Regions from separate parts of the Zea mays genome. Here region 2 is linked to region 1. A link is a contact called in public Hi-C data. All regions are on one chromosome and are shown on one strand. The core of a region is the stretch at or near the end of the contact, and the rest is flanking DNA. Distances in the headings are between cores, read along the strand shown. Region 1 holds the start of LOC100382287 (SPFH/Band 7/PHB domain-containing membrane-associated protein family). Region 2 holds the start of LOC103639054 (40S ribosomal protein S19).

Region 1 (7,368 bases), core at 928-3,427:
ATAATAAACCTTATGAAGGATATAAAGGACATTGCAAAGTCTATGACGTATTATTTGTCCTAACTATCAGGACAGCTGTAACTTATTTTTGCGAAATTCCTACTACTTCACTTTAAAGTTTGGTCAACAGTATATAACTAGATGGCAAAATGATGTATGTTGACCTTTTGCGTTCTATATGAGTCAAAATTGATTAATTTTCAGTACAAATTGTTGTTTAACCAAGGCAGGGCATCAAATTCAAAGCATGCCTTCATCTCGGATAAATGAAACATGAATTTGCAACAGTATCCTTTAAATTGTCCTTGCCAAGTTCACCCCATAGCCTCAGAAGAGGGTTTTGCATAAGCGAGTACCACTAAAATATATTTCGCACTGAAGACAGGTAGGTATATATATCAATATGTAATCCAGAGAAGTATTCTAAAATAAAAAAGAAAGAGGATTCAGAAGGTAATTCTGTTCCTTAATCATTTGTGAGAAACTGGGGATACAAACCAACTAGGAAGCATCCTGAAGTACTAAGATGTTTCCTCTTCTATAGCTGTCATAGAACATTGAGAAGTAAAGGTCATTGCAATAGAGGAAGACTGACAAGGGAAAAAAGAGCAGTAGAAATAATACCACATGACATGAAACAGAAACTTGATAAAGACCCATGCAGTCAATGGTTCCGACCATTGTATAAAAACTTAAAAGGAAGGCCTCAAAGGAGTGATCTAGACATACTTTGAACTTAAAAATTATTACAGTGCTGACATTAACTCAAGATAGGTACCTGCTGACATGTTTGATTCAGATAGAAAGCAATCAGCAATATCTACAAACATAGCCCATAAAGAAAATGGAAGCTTAAAGGCACATAAATTGAATCATTTTGGCAAATGTAATGCGTTATTGAGACCAGCTCAATGAAAAGGGGTAGATCTAGTGCCGGAGGCTCCCACATGAGTGGGTTCTAGGGAAGGGATAAAGATAAACTGAGGCAAGCCTTCCCCCCGCAAATGCGAAGAGGCTGCTTGAAACCCACGACCTGATGACTCAATGAGACAACTCTCACTACTGCAGGCCTGTCCTTCTTTGAGACCAGCTCAATGGTTGGACAATATAATCGATCCAAGCATACAGTGTCATCACTGAAGAGCACTGACAGAATAAACAATTCCAGCCCCAAGGCCCAAGAGGCAACAAACAACCATCATGCAGTACAAGTTTTTTCTTTGTTTGGGAGTTTAGTCCTAAGGTGATGATTCAGTTGTCATACATAAAAATATACAAGTAAAATCACACGGAGGAGTAAAATGAACACGGCAAACAAAAGCACAAGACTATGAATATAGAAATATAAGATGAAAATGACGAGTTGGGTCATACAATCTATAGTTCCAAACTATTATATAAAATTCCCCCAACAGGACCAAATAGATCCCTTTGGAGCTAAAGTGTGTTGGTTGGTTAGGAGCAGCACCAGCAAGCAGTATCAAAAAGGCACATTGCCCCTAACAAATGTGGCAAAAGGCAGAAACATCTACTCATTTTCAGCAAAAGATAATGGATAACTGAGATAATCTGCTCACATCACCTGCCCAATGCCCTTGATCATCATGCGCATCACTTATGCACGATGTAACCAAATATATACGTTAACAACGGGCGCACTCAGGAGATCATCACTGGCAACGCGTTCCTTGATTAAAAGCAACGCCCTACCATTAACCCTGAATCCCAACCTAAACTATAAAACAAGCAACGCGTTCCTTGATTAAAAGCAACGCCCTACCATTAACCCTGAATCCCACAGGGCCACGCGAATCACGCCATAACCCAGTAGTTCCCCACCGATCGAGCCCAGGACCAGCCAATGAGGCGTGCACCCGCGACTGAGCATCTACACACCCACTCGCGATCGGTGGAAATGATGGCAAGTTGAAATCGGCGAGATTAGCGAGGTAGGAGAGGTCAAAAGTTCACGACTCACCAAGACGAAGCAGATGGCGATGAAGGCGAAGACGCCGAAGACGAAGGAGTCGGCGCCGGGCTGGGGCGGCTGGCGTCCGCTCGGCTGCTGCTGGAAGCGCGGCATCGACGGCGACGGCGACGGCGGGGGCGGCGAGCGGCGGCTCTGCGCCGAGTCAGAGGTGACGTCAGACATCTCGAGGAGGGCGCGCGCGGATCACCGGAACCCCTAGGCGAGATCGGTCAGGTCTTGGGGCCTTGGCGGGTGGTGCGGGCGACCGTCTTTTTTACATTTTAGTTTTTTTTGTTTATTTTCACAAATACGTACTTTTCATTTTCATTAAAAAATAGACTCTTACCTCGGCGCCATCATTATTGGTGTCGAGCTCCAACGTGTTGGCGCCAATTAGTTTGGCATGTACATTTAAGAGCTGACGCCTACGTGGATCTAATGTGACAGCACCTCGGCACCGTGGATCTCGGCGCCGACCTCGACGCCATGGATCTCGGCGCCGACCACAAATTTATAGTACCTACTCGCGAGAACACAAATTCAGCTGGACTAGTCCTGCAAGGATGAGTGTAAATAACTCAACTCAAACGTGCAATTCGTTATCCATTGATCCAAAAACATCATTTTATAATATACAAGGGAATCATGTACCAATTAAGTAACGGACTGCAATGCCATGCTGTTGCAAGAACACCAAGATGCATACTGTGGCTTGATATGACTGAAGATGGGATAGTTGTTTGGTGCATGACATTAACTGTTGATCATAACATAATATGACACCTGAGAAATATGACATGCATCCCCCGCGACAAGACGCTTGGCGCTCACAAAAACACTCCAACCACTTTGCAGGAGATGTCTCCGTGGCTGACCTGATGTAAATCAAATGCTAAGTTGTAAATTTTAACAGGTATAAGATCATCAACTATCCAAGTTACAATTTAGGTCACCAACAACAGAACACAAATTTATAAACCAAATAAACTAAGTATGAAGAAGAATCATTTATAAAATGACTGCTATCATCCAAAAATCAAAAAACCAACGGCCGGAGTGGTATATTTATATACATGGAGGTCGGCGCCGAGATCCATGACGTTGACCTCGGCGCCGAGGTACTGACACGTCATATACATGTAGACGTCGACTCTTATATGTACACGCCAAACTAATTGGTGTCAGCACGTTGTAGCTCGGCGCCAATAGTGATGGCGCCGAAATAAGGGTCCATTTTTTGAAATAAAACTGAAAAAAGCATATTTGTGAAAATAAAACCTCAAAAGGACTAAAATGCAAAAAAGACGGTGCGGGCGACGGACGGCGAGGAGAACGAAAGCTGGGCGTGTTCTCAAATCTGAGCCTTTAATTTTACCTTTTTTAATTCTGTCTAAATATTTTAGGTTCGTTCAAATTTATATAAAAGTAATACTATATGATACTAAATTATTATTGACAATATATTATAAGGTAGTATATTTTTGTAGTAATTCCACTTGCCGTGTGTATGTTCTATTCTATAAATTTTGTCAAATTCAAAAGAATTTGACTTAAGAAAGGTCATTTATCTGGGCTAGAAGAAATATATGCGATATTTGGTTAAATTCGTGTAAAAATTTGATTTATTCTATTGTACACATGCATACATAACCAGATTGATTGGTTAGGTGGCCGAGTGTGGCCTGAGCGATGTGGGGCATGGCTCGCTGGAAACGTAACAATCATGCGTACCTGCGCATGCAGGCTGGAGAGCTGATTTTGGCAAACGCTGCAGCTGCGGGTGCAGGCTTAACATCACATGCGCAGGCAAGCAAACAGGAGATGTCCCTTGGTCAATGTATCTAGAGAGTCTGGATGTATGTGTGCAGCCAGCCAATCACACTAAAAAAGAACTGCGAACATGACTTGTTGATACTTTCGCATGAAATGATTTTGGTGAGGTTAAATAATATGTGATGCAGTGATTTTGTTGAGGAATCCACCGAGAACAGTGGAGGTTTTTTCTTTGTCATTATGGAGATAGAAACTGATCCAGTAATTTCACTTTAACATAACTTCAGGGTTTTTAATTTATCACGTCGTTTTAGGCACATTCATCTTTGGAACCTTGGCCTAAGTTAAAGCATGCTCCAATCAAGTGATGACCAAGAAGAGAGTTGTTCTTGTCTTCTTGACATATGTAAGGTCGTCTCCACATGATGGTTTTGAGAGATAGAACAACCCTAGTGGTTTGACAATACAAATAGACTTCATATATTCAACTAAAAGCAACTCCAATAGTTCTCTAAAAGCCTTCATAAATTAATAATATAGATAGTTAATATAAAAACTCCTCTCCAACAGTTCTCTAAATAAACTTTATAAATTTAGCAATTTCTCAACTAACCTCATTTTCTCTCTATATTGGCAACTATTTAGAAACTCCCTAAATAAAAATGTTGATTGCATTATGTAGATAATGAAGGTGATTGTTCACATTTGTGACTTAATGTTTTTATGTGGATAGATACAAAACAAAATATAGAACTATTAGAGAACTCACAAATTTTTACTCCCAAAGTCATTTAGCAACTTCTTAAATCTCTGATTTAGAGAGCTAAAATTTACATAACTATTGGAGTTGCTCTTAAGATCGTGTTTCATGTCACTAAACATATGAGTAAGGATGCAACAGGAATATTACCAGCGGATAGTGGTATGCACACTCACCCATGAGCTAAATCTTAAACCGCAACCCTTAACACGATATTAAACATATATAGGAACAAAAAAAACTTTATCTAATGTGTGTGGGAAACGCTTCAACATCACCCACGATATCATCCATGACATTATGATGCGATAGAAAATGAAGGATAACATATTAAATCCTGCAAATAGAGTTTGTCGGAGAGGGAATTCTCCGGCCGGGTGGCGAAATGCACCCGCCCTAAATCCTAAGATGAGGAAGGGGCTTAAGCGTTTTGCCTGTCTTGCTAAGCGATCACCGAGCACATGAACACGCGAGGATTTAGAGTGGTTCGGGCCACCGGAGCGTAATACCCTACTTCACTGTGTTGGATTGTTGTGGAAGCTTGAGAGCTGAGAGTCTCTGTCTAAGTTTGGTCTAATAGAGCCTGTGTTGTAGCGTTGCATGCCTCCCCTTTTATAGCTAAGGGGGGCATGTACAAGGGTACTGAGCCCCGACATGTGGGCCCAGGAACATAACGGATGTAGTACTTGGAGCTACTTAATGTTCACTGCTGGAGCAATCTTCTTGCGCCCTGACATCTGAGATCTACGTAGCATCGGCGTGCAGGGGAAGCTTCTCGTATAAGGGATGATGGACACAGTGCGCCGCGCAGCACGGGCGCACTGTTTGACAATGGACTGGACAGGCGCGCCGTCTGCAGGATGGCCCTGGCGCCACTTGCCAGCGGAGTGGACATGACGCATTAAATGCTGAGGGGGCACATCGCCTGTCAGCAGGGTGGATAGGCGACGCGTCCTCTCCGCAATAAATGCAGAGACCGCGCGGCCTAGAGGCCTTACGTCAGGCTCCGCCCGCTGGCTTATGTCACAGGCAACAAGCCACGTGGCAGCACCGGGTCTCCGCCTGAGCGGGGAGCGCAAGCGCACAAGATAAGGCATGGACACGTGTCAGTACCGGACCCTTGCTTACGCTAGGGTATCCCCTGTCCCGGGACCTCGTCGTGGCCCGGACCTTACTCGGAGGGATCTGGACCCCATCCAAGGGACCCGACATGCCTACTTGGGAGTCCCGGACTGTAATCGGGGGTCCGGGTTGTGCGTAAAGGGGTCCGGTGCTTCCTCGTGGAGGTCCGGTCCAACTGATACATCTTGGGATGTATCATCTTTTCTCGCCACGTGGTGCCCCTCGAGCCGTCCACGTGGTGGGGTCGGGTGCTGTTCACCGTGCGGCTAGAGATCGTCGTACGGGCACCGTGTCTTCATACTGTAGTAAGGGGTACCCTTGATTCAGGGTACCAACAGTGGGCCCCGGGCCCGCCTTAGGGGAGGATACGAGCCTGTAGGTGGAGCCAAAGTTTGATTGGTGATTAGCTCGCTGTTTCTGCGCGCCCGTTGGTGTAATTTCTGTCGGTCCGCCCTTGGTCACGCCGACTGCCACGCCTGTCCCCTCGGCTCACTGACCCGTGACCTCCGTACTTAATGGCTTTGGGCCATGCGCGGGGTGCCTCGAGTCGCTGCATTGGTTTTAAAAATTTATCTTCTGAGTCTTTTGCGGTGGCCTAGAGTAGGCGTGGTACTGGCGCAAGCAGCGGTGTGACTTCTCTGCACCCACGAACCAGCGCCCAAGGAGAACGACTCGTGGGCCCGGGCACTTGTGCCAGGGACTGGGCTGTTGGTTTTGGCGGGGGCGAAGAGGCGCACTACCCTAGGCGGTGGCGTGCTCTCCACGCGTCGGTTCACCTTCGCCGCACACAGAAACTGGCGCACCAGGTGCATGACATGTGGGCCTGGGCCCCCATGCCAGAGGTCGGACGGCTGGTTGCGGCGAAGCCAAGGGGGCGCGCTACCGCGGGGGCGAAGAGGCACACTACCGTAGGCGGTGGCGTGCTCTCCACGCGTCGGTTCACCTTCACCTTCTCCGCACACAGGAACCGGCGCGCCAGGTGCATGACATGTGGGTCTGGGCCCCCATGCCAGAGGTTGGACCGCTGGTTGCAGCGAAGACGAGGGGGCGCACTACCGTGGGGCGGTAGCATGCTCCTTGTACGGCGGTTCGCCTTCTTGACTGTTGGTCGTAGCGAAGATAAAGGGGCGCACTACCGCGTGGCGGTGGCATGCTCCTTGTGCCACGATTCACCTTCTTCGCGCCTCGGGCCAGCTGTATGACATGTGAGGCCTGGCCCCCGTGTCATAGGATGGGAAACCTGGTGCGCATCGGGGGAGGCTTTGCCTGTGATGCTTCGGGGCGCGAGCGGAGAAATCTGCCTTTAAAAAGGGGTTCCTCCCTCGAGTAGCAGCCATGGCCTTGCTAGACCTTCGCGAGCGCTTCTAGCTCGAGGTGGCACTCAACTTGGTGCGCAACCCGCTTGGATGGGGTGTGCTGGCGTTTGTCGGGAGGACCTGCGTCTGTGTCTCTCCTCTCAGCGACCTCGCCGTCGAAGAGTTTGTGTTCTTTGTTTCCAAACTCCCCAGCGGGTTGGCTCTGCCGATCCCGTCTTTCCTCGTGCAGCTGCTGGAGGGGCTTGGCCTCCAGCCTCTACCCATGGTGTCTTGTTTCATCCTTCAGGCAGCCATCATCGCCTACCTCTACGGGATGTCCGTGGAGGCGACACTCCTTCCCGCTTCTTCCTCCAGCATTCGGGGGGAGGATGATTACCAGCCTCGTGAAGGTGGACATCGGGCTGAGCCACGGCTCCATCCCTTGCACC
Region 2 (7,339 bases), core at 711-3,210, 140 kb after region 1:
TAAGAGACCGACGAAATTGCTGCAGTTTATGTTTCTGAATCTTTGTGCTCTCAGTCAGTTATTCTAACTAAGTTCTACTGGTTGACCTCTAATATGTGGTTCATCTACCTACAACTTATGACTTCTTGGGTTCTCTGATCAGGGCAACTTCAACTTGATCATCTCATATAATTCAACAAACAACCATGGTGTTTATGATGAATCAGAACAATCTATCCCTGTGCTTACTCAAGCAGGCTCAGTGCAGAAAGCTAATTCGGTTCAAGTCCCATGATTAGCTAATATAGTACCACTTTGTTCTTTCATGTACAGTTCTAGGCTCCTTTGGTGAGATGTATGCATCACAAGTTTTACTAACTCTGATTATTCGTACATTGTACCTAGATTTGGACTGTAGCTTGATCCATTTCCCTAGAACCTTTATAGTTTATATTCTTATTTTTATAATTTTCAAGACGTGTATTTCACCAATACCTCTTTTCTCTTCACTACTACTATGATGCACAAGTTTCACCTAGGAGACCGTTGCCAATGAGTTCTTGGGTGCCATGTTTCACCCCCCCTAATTCATGAAGGTTTGGTCTTGATTGTGTGATGTTGCAGTTTCAGTTATTAACACTATGGTTTGCTGTTTATTTACCTATTTGGACCATGCTGCCACTTGTCTGTGTGAATTGATGATTTTTGGGCTGGAGCTCAGGCTGGAATTATGTGACTGTTATCTTACTGTCTACACGACACACAATTGTTTAATACATGTTGATTGTATTTTGAACCAATAAGGTGTTGTAAAAGAAGATGCAAGGGGAAGAGGTAAGGTCAGGGCTTATTCGGTTTCAGAGACCTGTTGGAAAAGTCGTCATCAAAGTGTAGTATGCAGAAGTTAAGTAAAACCTCTGGCTTTTTTAGTTCTACTGGCTTTGTTTGTCAGGCGGTTGACTTAACAGACTTAACTTTTCTGAAATGGTAACCTTGGTAAATTGTTAAAAAAATATGTTTATCTGTACCCCTAGGTGAAGGCCATTTTTTGTGATGTTCATTTGTCTGATAATATTTGGGATGATCAATGCTTCTAAGATCTAATTAGGGCCCCTTGCCCAATGGTGTGCGTGCCTCCGATGCTCACAAGGTTTGGAGCAGTGACTTTTCAAATTCCTATGGTGTGGTGCTTCATTCTACACTTGGCTTTTGTATCTCAATATATCTTATTATAATATATTGACTCCATAGCAACACACTGACATACACATAACACACATCATTGTAAAAGTTTGGAACATGTTTGAATAATTATCTTATTTTAAAAAGTATGTCTATATGATATATAGAAACCATAGCAACACATGGGCAATTAACTAGGCGTGCACACCTGCGATACTATGGATATCATATTAAGACTCAAAAGTATGAGTGCACACCCGCGATACCGTGCCCCCCTTGACACCCCTTGCCCCCGTTCCTCGTGGCTTCGGCGCTGCGACCACTGCCACCCCTGCCCCCGCACCACCTAAGGGCTTGTTCGGTTATTCCCAACACACATGGATTGGATGAGATTGGAAAAAAATGAGAAGAAATTTGACTTGTTTGGGATTCAAACCCATCCAATCCCACTCAATCCACATGGATTGAGAGCTAACCGAACAAGCCCTAAAGATTTATATGATCTCCGTAGCAACGCACGGGCATCCAACTAGTAAAGTATATGATAGGAAAGGGAACTGTATTTGCAGAGTGGCCTAGGAGCTCGGGCTGCCCTTTACCAAATATTCAGGCCATACTGAAGATGGGAGCCACCCTCTTGGCCCAATTTGAACTTGGCCCGCTTACACCTGCCTGTCCATACCACCCTCAACCCTAAACCATCCGCTCACCCCATCGCAACCGTCGGATCCCAATCCAACGCCGAAACGTCGAAGCACGTTCTATATAAATATTACGCTCCGCTCTGTCGCCACTCCTCCAAACCCTAGCCCAGAGCAGCCGCATCGAACTCTACCTGCCTTTCTCTCGTCCCTGGCGGCGGCGGCAGGATGGCGGCTTCTACTGCGAGGACGGTGAAGGATGTGAACCCCCACGAGTTTGTCAAGGCCTACTCCGCCCATCTCAAACGCTCCGGCAAGGTAACGGTGCTCGACTCGTCGCCTTCCCATCTGATTCGACGCTACAGAATGTGAATAAGCCATTTTTTTCGTGGTATTGCGAACTGTATGATGGCATGGGATGATCCTCAGCATATATTTGAGTTCTGTGAGGCAGTGGTGCAGTAACCGAATTCACCTTTATTTCTTGTGCCTTCTGGGTATCTGATTGGTAGGTAGGAGCGTGATTTGCTCACATGACTAACTTCTTCGACTTTGTTACTTTGCTAGGCTTAGGCATAAACAATGCTGTTCTTCTGTCCTCTTGGTCTTAGGCGGTTTATTTTCTGCTGTTACAACAGATATGATTTAATTTATTTTATTTATCTAGATCATCTGTGCAGAAAACCTGTTTGTAAAGTTGTTTTTGTTGTTCATACATGGGGTTTAGGCAATTTTTTTACTGAGCGTGCTGAAAACGCTCTGAGCACACATCTATGCAAGGCCCTATACGAGGTGTGATTTTAATTTATTTTCGGTTGATATCTATCAAGAGAGTTTATGGTTAGCCCTTAGGTCTGGAGTACATTGGGCGTGGAGTGAACCTTGGGTCCATTCAGAATGGAGACTGTTTCAGGATCAAAATCCTTTTGATTCTGGAGGTTGAACATTGATAATTCTATTTCTCTGAAGCTGAATAGTGTGCTGCTTATTACATTTGTCTCACGTGCTGTTATTATGAAGCTTTTATTTTTAGGCTATTAGTTCACAATCGTAGTTTAAAGTTTTTTTGCTTCAATAAACCTATCTGTGCTGTTTGCGCCATCAATTAGTCTGGTTTTGATGGTGGGCGAATGTTCTCTTTATTGTATTATTTGTCGGGTATCGATAATCACTAATTTTCAGTGGTTGTTCCAATGACTTTCATATTCCTATATGTTGCTATGTGTAATTCCTTAAGTATCCTCTGTCTTTTCTGTTAGATGGAGCTTCCTGAGTGGGTTGACATTGTGAAGACTGCGAGGTTCAAGGAGCTCCCTCCTTATGACCCTGACTGGTACTACATCAGGGCTGGTAAGACATCTTGTTTGTTTACCATAATCATTTGCTAGTAAAACTTTAATGTCCGGACTCTGCAATTCTATAATATTTTTAATATTCTTCTCCTGCAGCATCTGTAGCAAGGAAGATCTACTTGAGACAAGGCATTGGTGTTGGTGGCTTCCAGAAGATTTATGGTGGCCGCCAGAGGAATGGCTCACGCCCACCTCACTTCTGCAAGAGCAGTGGTGCCATTTCACGCAACATCCTCCAGCAGCTGCAGGAGATGGGCATCATTGATGTCGATCCCAAGGGGTAATTGAACTGCTATACCCCTTTCTCTTACTAATGACTTTTCCTGGCCCTTGCTTATTCGGTGTTGTTGCAGTGGACGGCGCATCACCTCCCAGGGAAGGCGTGATCTGGACCAGGTGGCTGGAAGGGTTGCTGTTGAAGCTTGAGCAATCTCATATTTGGTTTCTATGATGTCATGTTTGATTGTTGAGATGGCTACACTTTATTTGCACTTTGGATTAGGATTTTTGTGTTAAGAGAACTCAAGGCATTCTAGCTATGGTTCACACTGTATTTTCCCTGAGTACCTATTTATCAAAACCTATTCGTATGTTTGGGAAGTGTCTGAGCTGATATTCATGACATGTATTTGGTATAGGTCTATCTATGTGACGTGATAATATCATTGGATAGATTACGATCTAGATGAATTTCTATCTCTTGAGTTTCCTAAACTGTGCTTGTTTCGCTTGCAGTCAGTTAGTCTGCTGTGATTGAACCATAGGTTCAACTTAGACTGGCTGGGCTCGTCAGCAACATTATTATTACAATACGAGAGAATGCTCATGTCTCTGTTCAATAATATGGTGCATTCATTTGCATAAGGACTTGGTGAGTTGTTTGCTGCTGTATCAGTTGAGCTTGAGCATAACAAAATGTTTTTAGCTCGTAACAGAGAGCTTTTATTAGAACGACAACTATTTGGTTAAATACAAAGTCGTTGCGTAAAGCTTTGAACGACACGCAAATGAAGCCACTTCTCGTGATTGGGAAATTGATCGATGGCACCTCTTCAATTCTCACGATCTCGTGCTTTTGTTAATATAAAAACAAGAAAATGTGTTTGAAATCTACAAGGTAATGTTTCCTAAATTGAAACAGGTTTATTGATATAGAGGTGTCTTTAAAATTAGTTATATGATAAATTCTTTTCATTTATCTTCTGAAATACATGATATTAAGGTTTTGTTTGCGACTGCTTCAATTTCACAATTTGATAAAATTGATGAAGATGTCATTAGAAGCCTCAGAAAATTGTCAAACTAAAATTACAAACTTTTAGAATAGTCATTTTGTTTCTTAAAAACAATTTTTAAAACTGTTTAAATTTGTATTATACACTACAACTTTACACTGCAACTTAAATCTGAAGTTGTGCCAAACGACCCTTAAGGTTGTACAAATGCTTAAGCAATCCACGACTACCAATTTATAGGTTGTTGAATGAATGTATGTTCAACAACTATATTTTAGGACGCACGTTATGTTGTGTCCAAATCGTAGAAATTAGAAGAACCATTGTGTTCGTAATCGACAACAACGGGGGCGAGGACCTAGGTGGCATGAGCAACGTGGTGGTCCGGACCGATCCAATATGAGAAAACTTAATTCAAAGTATGAAAACCAAATTAAATACCTTTATCCAACCTGATCCATCAATGCGTCGGGTTAATATCAGACAACAGATTTTAACGAAGGCTTCGGAGCTGCTGTCGAAGGAGTCAATGGTCCCACTCAGGTCTTGTTCGGTTAATCCCGTTACTCATGGATTGGATGGGATTGGAAAAAAATAAGGAATTTGACTTACTTGGAATTTAAACCCACCCAATCTCACTCAATCCACATGGATTGAGAGATAACCGAACATGCCCTCAGTTGCGCAGGGATATGATGAGATTGAGTACATGTTCAGTTGATAGGTTTTCATTTTAGAGAGGGTTTTTGGATCTAAAGAGGAATTGAGTTAATCCCCTCTTTGTCACTTGAACCCCTTGGAGGGTATAACCCCCTTCGACTATAATCCCGGCTCAAACTTTTGTTCGGTTAATCCAGAGTATCGGCTCTATAGAGACATGCAAGTTTTGTTACGACGAAGACAACCTTATTACAACATGCATAATAACCAATGTGCTGACCATGACGAGATCATGGATCCATATAATGATGCATCTCTCTCTTTGATAGAACAAATACATAAAAATAATTTAGAAAAGGTCTTCAATACATTAATTAGAATGAAACTTATTTAATATAAACAGAGAAGACATTCTAAAGACTGGTGCTACTTCATGCATGACTTGACCCTTGTAACTGTCATAAAAAGAAAAATGACATTGTAAATACATGTCAACAACTATAAACTCTTTAAACGAGGTGAAAATTCAATGTATTTCTTTAAAAATAATCATCATATTGACAAAAACATATTGCGATTTAGCCAACTTACAAAACCATAACCAAACAGGAAAGAGTAAAGCTCTATTCAACCCTTTATCAATATATACATCAACATGACTGTGAAGCTATGCTCCACTCCTTAATATATACACTTGGGCAGAAAAAACACATCTCATTCTAGTAGAACTAAGTTTTACCAGATCAGATATTCTGATGCTTTTGATGTGTAATCAAATTCTCAACTTTGCTTTATGCTAGTTGGTGCTAGCTGATCAAACTACATATAGAAAAAAACTATAACACCCTACCCCTAATCTACAAAAATATCAGGAAGACACGCAGAGAGGGAACACCAAAATGTTTTGCCATGGTACAATATGGTGGATGGGAACCATGCATCAAGTAAACAACAACAGGTTCATATTTATATCTATTAGTGACAGAACTTAACAGGGTCACACACCAGTGTGTTGCCTATGTATTAAGAACACACCACACAAAATTAGTTATCATATCAATCAAAGATACATACATGTCCCCTAACAAATCAAAGCTAGAACCTATTGTAGCAACAAGAACATATATGTACATATTGTAATATGTAGTCAGACTAGTAATATAACAAAAATAATGCATGATATGCAAAATTGAGTTAGGATATGTAGTTAACCTTAGGTATACCTGCTAAGCCATCTCGTCCCTCAACCACATCAATGCAGCTGCTCTATCATCACTGCACGCACTCAAGAAAATTTGTCGATTGTCAGGGTCCTTGAACACCCTTATAGGCTTCGGCCTTCTCCCTATGTGACCTCCAATGTGTTTAGAATTACTATGCAATTCTTATTTGAGTGCACAATAAAGTCAAAAATTAAATGTGAGATGAATAAAACAAAACAACACTTAAATATTCATGTAAATGCAGAGTTGCAGGTAAATGAGCACTTGTGTACGACTACATATATAATATAAATGGGTACAAACTATTAGAGTGAGTGTTCAGACTATTTAAGTGTTCATGCTATTTATTTTCACAAGTAGCAATAATAAGTGTTCTAACTTCAGACTATACTATTTATTTTCAGAAACAACAAATATTGAGAAAAACTTGATATACTATAAATTCAGACTTTAGACTTCAGCTATTTATGTTCAATATTGACACTAGAACTTCACATATGCAGACTAGGCAGAATTTGCTGCTAGTTATATGCTTGTTATACTAAAACTGATGTATGAATGACCTGATGATCACCAGCGCGACCCCCCGTTTCAGCTTCTATTTATATAATAATAAGTGGCGCCTTGTTTACAAGAAGTCAAGAATAGGCCATGCGTTCAAGATGGACAAAAAGATCTCAGGTATATAAGAACAACTACTGTTTATACTTACTATGCCACCATACTTACCAGACTTGTACTACAAGTTACATCCGTTGATGTATTGACTAGTGACCACAACTGAGGCGTAACTTTTCTATGAGCCGATAGTACGTACAACTGTTAACTGAAAACAACATCCCTTGAAAGCAGAGACGCCGTGCATAATGTTTTGCTCCGGCGCAAGTCAACATGACTGTGTAGAGGTGCTCAATTGCTATATTACAGTGCTCAGTAGAATCTTCATGGCAAGTTATAGTAGTAACAGAGTTGATTTGTCCTTGCATGTAACAATTCATTTGCAAGTTCACAACAGTCCATCCATGTCCCATTTCACAAAGAAGTTAACTTGTTCAATAGCAGACTAG

Evidence for each region. A called contact is a pair of places that touch in the nucleus more often than the background predicts.
Region 2: a Hi-C map of tassel shows a contact between it and region 1, with 2.1 times the contacts expected there. The contact joins the promoter of LOC103639054 here to the promoter of LOC100382287 in region 1. A contact is called at or near these places in 6 of 25 Hi-C or Micro-C datasets (bundle sheath, endosperm, leaf and 1 more) and 1 of 3 datasets of contacts at active chromatin or transcription factors (leaf).

The regions. Positions count from the first base shown.
Region 1 is chr9:129,342,319-129,349,686 of Zm-B73-REFERENCE-NAM-5.0, forward strand. It overlaps LOC100382287 (SPFH/Band 7/PHB domain-containing membrane-associated protein family), which reads right to left and starts at 2,178. Exons shown (of 9, transcript NM_001175037.1): 1 at 1,979-2,178. The coding sequence starts at 2,152.
Region 2 is chr9:129,477,870-129,485,208 of Zm-B73-REFERENCE-NAM-5.0, forward strand. LOC103639054 (40S ribosomal protein S19) reads left to right here and starts at 1,961. Exons shown (of 4, transcript NM_001329501.1): 1 at 1,961-2,120; 2 at 3,062-3,152; 3 at 3,251-3,434; 4 at 3,508-3,863. The coding sequence starts at 2,031. The coding sequence ends at 3,580.